Regions from separate parts of the Mus musculus genome. Here region 2 is linked to region 1. A link is a contact called in public promoter capture Hi-C data. All regions are on one chromosome and are shown on one strand. Each heading gives the region's core, a stretch centred on a gene start, on an enhancer-like site or on the middle of the called end of the contact. The rest is flanking DNA. Distances are from core to core; before and after follow the strand shown.

The links. Promoter capture Hi-C pulls out the DNA fragments that hold promoters and counts their contacts.
Region 2: a contact with region 1 is called in a promoter capture Hi-C map of second pharyngeal arch cranial neural crest. The contact joins the promoter of Sh3gl1 here to the promoter of Gnl1 in region 1. A contact is called at or near these places in 5 of 39 promoter capture datasets (cranial neural crest, frontonasal cranial neural crest, maxillary cranial neural crest and 2 more).

Annotation. Positions count from the first base shown.
Region 1 is chr17:35,978,555-35,982,795 of GRCm38.p6, forward strand. It overlaps Gnl1 (guanine nucleotide binding protein-like 1), which reads left to right and starts at 1,401. Exons shown (of 12, transcript NM_008136.2): 1 at 1,401-1,693; 2 at 2,063-2,228; 3 at 2,508-2,644; 4 at 2,753-2,904; 5 at 3,004-3,075; 6 at 3,971-4,178. The coding sequence starts at 1,621. It overlaps Prr3 (proline-rich polypeptide 3), which reads right to left and starts at 741. Exons shown (of 4, transcript NM_145487.4): 1 at 573-741. The coding sequence starts at 684.
Region 2 is chr17:56,034,491-56,039,044 of GRCm38.p6, forward strand. Sh3gl1 (SH3-domain GRB2-like 1) reads right to left here and starts at 2,147. Exons shown (of 10, transcript NM_013664.3): 1 at 1,925-2,147. The coding sequence starts at 1,969.

The DNA of each region.
Region 1 (4,241 bases), core at 151-2,650:
TCAGCAGTGCCGCAAACTCTCACCCCGTCCATCTGCCCGTCCCTCTGCAGAGTTGTTTGAGAGTCCATCAGAGGGTAACAGAGGTCTCTAACAGCTCTTTCCTCACAGTGCTGCATCCACAACATGCCAGTGATTCCACGTACCCCAATCCCTCACCTTAACTGTTGGCCCATCATAGTTTTTTTCTCCTCTCCTTCCCTCGGGGGAGTAGTTCACAGAAGGTTGACCTAACCAGTGGAAGTGTGGTCACAAATTGTCTTCCCGATCATCACAATCTGTAACATCGCTGCCACCCCTCTCCCCCCGCCATTCTGCGGTTGCGCAAGCCAGATGTTTAGCCGAGCCGCCACCTCCCCTGCCTTCTCCAGAAAGGATTAGGAGCCAGATTGAGGTTGAGGGTTCAAGCAAGCGAAGCCCTCAATCCAGGTTCCACCAGCATCCCTCCCCCACCACGTCCCACCCCACCTCCACGCGTGCGCCCTTCCTCCTTCCGTTGGCACCTCCTCCCCCGCATTTCATTCTATCCTAGCCCCCTGGCCGGCTGACAGGCGTGTGCACGCCCTGCCCCTCACCCATGGGGCGCTCATCCTCCTCATCTCCAGGCTCGTCCCGCTCAGACAGTGCGAGATGTTGCTGCTGCTGCGGCAGCGGCGGCGGCTGGTCCTGCTTCTTTCGTTTCGGCATAGCGGCTGCGGCAATGGCTGCAGCAAGATTTGGAGGGCAGTGAGGAAGGGGCACACTAGCTTTCCTTCCGCTTCCGGGTGGGCGATGGGCCGGGTGACCGAGGCGCCCACCATGCCACTTCCGGGAGGTCGTGGATGTGCCGCGGCCGTTCGCTCCTACAAGGTGCCTCGCTCACCCCGCCGCGCGCGTGGGGAAGCTTTGCTCCCCCTTGTGCAGTTCCTCTCCACGTGGGAAAGCACCACCCCATTCCAGTGAGACACCGGACAGGCTTCGGGACTCTGGCGGCACGCGAGAGGCCTGTCGCATCCTAAGGTCGCCACATCCGGGCCCCAGTTACCATGGCAACAACTACAGCCACAACTCCGTGCTCTCTGACCTCTCTCCAAAAGTCCTTGTCCCGCTCGCTTTTCCTCCTCACCCGCGCTCGCACGTGTGGCCAGTGAACCTGCCTCTTCCGCAATCTCCTTACCGAGTCCTGTTGCCGCAGGCCAGTCCACGGGGCAGCCAGTCCACCGGGCAGCCAGCGCAGTCCCGGCTCTCCCGCCAGGGGCCATCCTCTCCAGGCGGCCGCGCGGTGGGGCGTGTCCTCGCCCCGTCGCCCGGCCCCCGCCAGGTGAGTGGCAGCTCCCGGGAGCGCCGGGCGGCGGTGACACGCGTCCCCCCTCCCGCGACTGCCACTTGGTAGCGCCCGTGACGGAGTCGGCTCGGGCCTCCCACGCGCGTCTCCCGCTCGCCGCACCGTGCATCCCGGACCCGCGGACTCTCACGTGCCGCCGCTTGCATCCCCGCCGCCCCGCTCCCCGCTCCCCGCCGCTCGCTGCTGACGTCACCGCGGCCCCGCCTCCCCAGGGCCCCGGGCCGCCGGCGGGGGCTGCCCCGGGGAGTCAGTTGCGGCGGCGGGGAGCTCGGCGGAGGGCGGGCCGGGGCTCCGGGGCCATGCCGAGGAAGAAGCCCTTCAGCGTGAAGCAGAAGAAGAAGCAGCTGCAGGACAAGCGGGAGCGGAAGCGAGGTCAGGGAGGGGGCGGGGCCGCTGCGCAGCTCTGGAGGAGGGCTGTGCCGCGGCACCGCGGGCGGGGGGTGGGTGGGTGGGCTCTCGCGATCCCGCGTGGGCTGCCACGGTGGGGGTTTCCCGCAGCGGCGGGACGGGGAGGGGTGGAGGGTGGGGGATGGGAAACTCTGCTTCTGCTTCTGCTGCTGCTGCCACAGGGCGCTGTGACGACCTCCAGGCCCATCCGGGACGGGGTTGGGGCGCGCGGTTGGGAAGATGGAGCCTCTGGAGAAGTTGGGTCGGCTGAAGAAGAGCTTGTCCTACCGGCTCGGGGGGCTTTAGGTCCCCTAAGAACCGGTCTACACCGGCGTCACCGGCCCCTCCCCTCAGGGCTCCAAGATGGGCTGCGCTCCAGTTCCAACAGCCGCAGCGGTAGCCGGGAGCGGCGGGAGGAGCAGACGGACACGTCGGATGGGGAATCCGTGACCCATCATATCCGCAGGCTCAACCAGCAACCTTCCCAGGGCCTGGGGCCCAGAGGCTACGACCCCAACCGGTAAGCCAAGGAGAAGGGCGCTGGCCGCAGTTTCCCCGCCCTCACCCTTAGGAAAAGCTTCCGATGAAGGATTGAAAGTGGAACTAGTGAGGCTGGAAGCCAAGGAAGGTGGTTCTCCCTGGATGGGCCACAATCTTTCTTGCCTTCCAATGGGGACTGTCAAGAGTTTGTTTAGAGGAGACTTGAACAACCAGGAGAGGAACCTTTGCAGTTTTGTGGTCAGAAGAGGAGATTGTTTGTCACAGGACTCCACTAGATGTGTGGTCCCTTTCCCCTTAGATACCGGCTGCATTTTGAACGGGACAGCCGGGAGGAGGTGGAGAGGAGAAAGAGAGCGGCCAGAGAGCAAGTGTTGCAGCCGGTCAGTGCTGAAGTGTTAGAGTTGGATATCCGGGAAGTGTATCAGCCTGGCTCAGGTGAGTGGGGGCTACTTGTGTATGCCATCAGCCTGGGGAACTTGCTGGCCAGAGAAGGGGTCCAGAAAAAGTCCTCATGCTTATCCGGTCTCTTTCCTTGTTTCCCAGTCCTGGACTTTCCCCGGCGGCCTCCTTGGAGTTATGAGATGTCCAAGGAACAGCTAATGAGCCAGGAGGAGCGGAGCTTCCAGGAATACCTTGGGAAGATACACGGGGCATACACTTCAGAGAAACTCAGCTACTTTGAGCACAATCTGGAGGTGATGGTGGCGTGTTTACTGAGTCGACATACTGTGATCTTAGTGTCCTGGTTCAGGCAGCAGCCAAACTGAAGACAGTCTCTCTTCTGATCTTTTCAGACATGGAGGCAGCTGTGGCGGGTGTTAGAGATGTCTGACATCGTCCTGCTCATTACTGACATCCGACATCCGGTGAGGACTTTGAAAGGTTTGCAAGGGGGAAAGGGGATGATTCTAGTATGAGAGTGTTCTGAGGCAGGAATTGGAAGGCAGAGAGATCTTTGTTTGTTTGTTTGGTTGGCTTTCAAGACAGGGTTTCTCTGTATAGCCCTGGCTGTCCATACTGGTCTACAAAAGTGAGTTCCAGGATCTACAAGGAGATCCACCTGCCTCTGCCTCCCGAGTGCTGGGATTAAAGGCGTGCGCCACCACGCCCGGCCAGAGAGCTCTTTTTACACCTTTTGGTGGGTGTGTGTGAAAGGCTCTGATTTGCAGGTGCTTGCCATCCCACTTGTAGACGGTATGCTTGGAATTGGGAAGCCACAGAGGTCAACCTTGGTGTTCCTCAGGCAATGGCACCATTTGCATTTCCTTTTGTTTTGCTCTGCTCTGCCACCGAGGATGAAGCCCTGGGCCTTGCATCTTGCTCGTACTAGGCCTGAGCTTTTTACCACTGAGTCGCACCCCAGCCTCAGGAGCTGAACTTTTTATTCATCTCTGATCCTTGTCACATGCACATATGATGTACACAGCCATACACACCTAACACAGACATGTACACGCGTGCATAGAGCTGTGTACTTCTTACCTGGTCCCTGTCCCTGTTCCTGACTGTCATCACCTCAGTGCACTCAGATATTGTCAGACTTGCCTCCATTTCTCTCATCATGACCTGCAGGAAGCTCCCTGAGGCCTGCCCAGGTTGTTATTAATACCTGCTTTGCCTTCCCTGCTTGGTGCGGCTGGGTTAACTGTTTTCACCACAGAATCTACTTCTGCCAGAGCTGTGCCTGGTGACAGGGAGCTGGGGTCAGCAAACTCTTGACTCGCTTCTTGTCACTCTGTCCTCTTATCAATTGTGTCACAGGTTGTGAACTTCCCACCAGCACTTTACGAGTATGTAACTGGAGAGCTTGGGCTGGCCCTGGTGCTGGTCTTGAACAAGGTGGACCTGGCCCCGCCGGCTCTCGTGGTTGCCTGGAAGCATTATTTTCACCAGTGCTACCCCCAGCTCCACATTGTCTTGTTCACCTCTTTCCCTCGGGACACGCGCACTCCACAGGAGCCTGGTGGTGGTGAGTGAGCTGCAGAGAAGGTGTTGGCGGGTGTGTGTGTGTGTGTGTGAGAGTGTGTGTGTG
Region 2 (4,554 bases), core at 897-3,396, about 20 Mb after region 1:
AACTAACACTGTATACCAGGCTGGCCCTCAACTTGTAACAAAACCAGGGCTTCCTGTGTGGTAGGCAAGTACTCTACCAACTAGCTACACACCCAGATCTGTTGTCATTTTGAGATATGAAAGTTCTTACTTTGAAGCCCAGAGCCCGGGTCCTATCCTATCCTCTGCATTCCGAAAGCTATTCAGGAGTTCGAGAAGGGGAGCCAGCTGCTCCAACACTGGTGGGGTCTGGCCTCTGAGCTGAGTGAGACAAGCACTGGATTGGATGCACAGGCAGAAGACAGCCTCCTCCAGCCACACTAGCATCAACCCTGGTGACCTCTAGGGTATCAGACATAGCAGCCAAGCTGGCTCCACAGGCTTCACTTGGAACTCACTTGGCTTTTGATCCTCCTGCCTCAGCGGCCAGAGGGCCTGGGGTTACAGGCCTGCCAGGCTTTCCAGCAGTGTCCCATGTAAAATGCATGTCAAGCTGAGGTCATGGCTCAGGGTAGAGCTGTTGCCAGTGTGGTTGAGGTCCTGGGCTCCAACCCCAGCAAACATCCATCAAACGAGAGAGAAAGAGAGAGCGCACTCGCGAGCACAATCGATCTAGCAACCTGGAGGAAAAGGCAGAAGAAAAGAAACTCAAAACAGACAGGAGAAAACTCAGTCACGAACTTCTGGCCACTGAGGTTTGGTGACAAACATCTGTAACTCAGCACCGGGAGGCAGAGGCGGGAGGATAATGACTATGAGGCCACTCTGGCCTGACTGAGACAGAGATGAGACAACAAGGGTTTTCTCAAGCAGAAACCTGACAGAGCTGAGGGAACAGGCTCACTTGAGCCCAGGAGTTCAAGGCAAATATAAAACCTTCAACACACAAAGGTATCCTGTCATCCCAGCGCCTGAGAGGCAGGAAGATGGAAAATTCTGGGCCAGCCTGGACTACGAGCAAAACTTGGCCTCAAAAAACCCCCCAAAAGTTCCAGAGGGACATTACACTATAGGATGTCTGAAAGGAGCGCCTGCCTGCCTGGGGTAGGGTTCTCAATGTTTATACAACGGAGGCCAGGATGCCCACCCTACAGAACTCCTGAATGTCAACACAACCAGAAAGGAGAATTTCAGTTCAGAGTCATGATCGGATCGATTAAACACTAAACCCAAACCACCAAGTACCTATAGGAATCTATAGTATGGTACAGCCAACAAAAACGTATCTTTCAAAGAAGCATACATATGTTTTAGAAATAGGGACACAAACCTGACACATTTTGTAAACTGCAGAAGCCTGGAAAATTACTTTTCACTGTCTCTTTTCAACTTGCCACAGTGTCTACCAAGAGATTTTTCTTTCATTTTTGAGACAGGGTCTCCTTATGTTACGTAACCCTGGCTGGCCTCAAACTCAGAGATCTGCTTACCTGACTGCCTCAAGTGTGCAGGGATTAATGATGTATAACACCCAGTGAGCGAGAATGTTTGTTTTTGGTTTTTTAGGTTTTTTTTTTTTCAATCCGTCTTACAGACACCGGAGAGGGAAAAGAAGAATGGGACACTGATTATTTTTTAAGCCCTGTGTGGACTTGGTTTTTTTGGATATCAACCTAGACAAACATTTTCTGTGGCCTGAGGCTATGTGGTGAGAGTCTCGGAAGCATAGCCTGGAGACTTTGGGGGGGGGGGGGCTTGCCTTCCATGCTGCGATCCCAGGAATCGAACTTACGTTGTAAAGCCTGGCGGCAAGCCCCTCTCAATGAAGCCCTTTCGCCGGCCCTCCAGAGCTTTCTGAAAGCCGCCTAGACGCGCACACCCGGTGTCCCTCTTCAAAGCACGGGGACCCGGTCTCCCCTTCCCCGCTAGCCCAAGGGAAGCCAGCTCGGCTCGTCTGCGGTCCCCAAAGGCAGGCCCGAGACCAGATCGCCTGGCCTCGCCTCACCTGGCTCGCCTTGTAGAACTGCTTCTTCAGCCCCGCCACCGACATGCCGCCTGCCGCCGTCAGGCCTCCCGCTCGAACTCCGGTTTCCGCCGGCGCCGCCGAACCGACTTCTTTCCTCCGCGCGCAGGTCGGCGCCGCCACCGCCAAATCAGCTTGCCAGCTCTGCGCCCCCGCCCCGAAGCCACCTCGGCCGGCTAGCGCGCACGCGCGGCCGGGATATTACATGGCAACCGCACACTTCCGGTGACGCCCCCATATCGCCTCACCCCACCCTACAACGGCATCTGCGCGCGCTCCGCCTCTCTGCGCGTGCGCGCCCCCTGGAGGACAGAAAGAGCATTGCCGGGGGAGGAACGGCGGAAACCCTCCCACACCAACGAGATGAGGGGGCGCCTAGAGAGGCCAGAAATCTGTGTACGTGCGCGTGTACGCATGATGCAGCTCCCTCTAGAGTCCAGGAGTAGATATAAAGCCAAAAGTCAGTTTTAATTAATTAATATTTTATTTGTGCGTGGAGAAAGCGGAGCGGAATTTGCCAGCGAGAGTGTAATAAAGACAAAGCGAGGTAAAATGGAATATCTTAGGGGCTAGAGGAACGGTTGGTTCTCCAGGTAAAAGTGCTTGCTGCCCTGGCTGACATCGGGAGTTCAGTTCCTCGCATCCACATCAGGCTGCTTGCTCATAGCTAGCTGTCTGTAACTCCAGCTCCGGGTCACAGCCCTTTCCTGGCCTCCTTCAACTGCTCTCAAGTACACCGGGTCACATATATACCCATAACTTAAAAATTAATATGAGGTATGCCAGTGGTGATGCATGTACGCCTTTAATCCCGGCAGAGGCCCAAATGCTAACACGCCACCAGCCTTCTCTCTGGGGTCCTTCCTTCAGTGTCTCCCTTCTAATAAATCGCTGAGGATACAACTAGAAAAGAGAGTCCTTTATTTCCTTCTTCATAACTTTATTTCAGAGCAGATATTGCATAACCCAGGCTAAGCCTCAAACTTACTGTATAACCAAGGATGACCTTGAACTCCTGTCCAAGCTCCTCCACGTCCCAAGTGCTAAATCACAGGTGTGCACCAATGAGCCCCACTAGAAACATATTTTCAAAATAGTTCGCTCAGACTGTAGCTATCTCCTATTTCGAGTTCCATTGGTTCATTCCTGTCATGTACCAGCTATAGGACATCATTGCTTTTTTGCGCATTAGCCCTGCAGTGAGCTTCCTCTCATCATTAAGACAGAAAGAGGACTCTAATTGAATGATATCTGTGATGGCTTGTATATGCTCAGACCAGGGAGTGGCACTATTAGAAGTTGTGCCCCTGCTGGAGTAGGTGTGTCACTGTGGGTGTGAGCTTTAAGACCCTCATCCTAGCTGCCTGGAAGCCAGTATTCTGCTAGCAGCCCTCAGATGAAGATGTAGAACTCTCAGCTCCACCTTCACCATGTCTGCCTGGATATTGCTATGTTCCCGCCTGGATGATAATGAACTGAATCTCTGAACCTGTAAGCCAGTCCCAATTAAACATTGTTTTTTTTTTTTTAGATTTATTTTATTATTATATCTAAGTACACTGTAGCTGTCTTCAGACACACCAGAAGAGGGCATCAGATCTTATTAAGGATGGTTGTGAGCTACCATGTGGTTGCTGGGATTTGAACTCATGACCTTTGGAAGAGCAATCAGTGCTCTTACCCGCTGAGCCATCTCTCCAGCCCCCTAAACGTTGTTCTTATAAGAGTTGCCTTGGTCATGATGTCTGTTCACATTAGTAAAACCCTAACTAAGACAATATCTCTTCAATGAAGTCTCCCCAGGTTGACATATGTACCTTAACCCTTCTATCAACTGTTACAAATTTCAAAAACTATATAGAATATGCCAGGTGTGGCAATGCACACACCTTTAACCCAAGCCCCTGAGAAGCAGAGCAGATGGGTCTCCGAGTTTGCGGCCAGTCTGGACTACATAACCAGTTACAGACCAGGCAAGCATGACCTGGAGATTAATAATGAATGGAGGTAATGAGTAAATAAATCCTAAAGCAGACACAGGAAAATGGCTAGGGTTGAAATTGGTGAAAAGTTGGGGTGGTTTCATGAACCCAGAGATTACTGGAAGGTTCCAAATGACTCAAAGGGTTGTACTGCAGTAGATCAAAAAATATGTATGTGCCATCTTTACTGCTCCTGAATCCAGGAGTCTTTATAAAAAGTTTGGAGTATGAGTAGTTTCTGTTTCTTTTGTTTTTTTGAGACAGGGTAACATAAACCGGCCTCTCCTCTCTTAGTGCTGCAATAACAGGCCTGGGACACCATGTCTCCTTTCCGAAACAGAACTGGATGCCAGCCAGGGTTTCCTGGCACGCCCACCGCCCACCAGCAACTCACAAGACTCCCTCAAGGGTGCTCTTTATTTTATATGTTTTGAGATGGTGGAGGCTGGCTTCAAACTTGGTACTTAGCTCACCGTGGCCTTTAACTCCTAATCTTTCTGCCTTCACCTCCCAAATACAGGGCTGACAGGTCCTTGACAGCAGGATTGGCTCCACGAGACCCACACAATTCAATCAAATTATATTCTTCAGCAAGTCAGAGATTTGATGAGGTCCGTGACACTAGAGCAC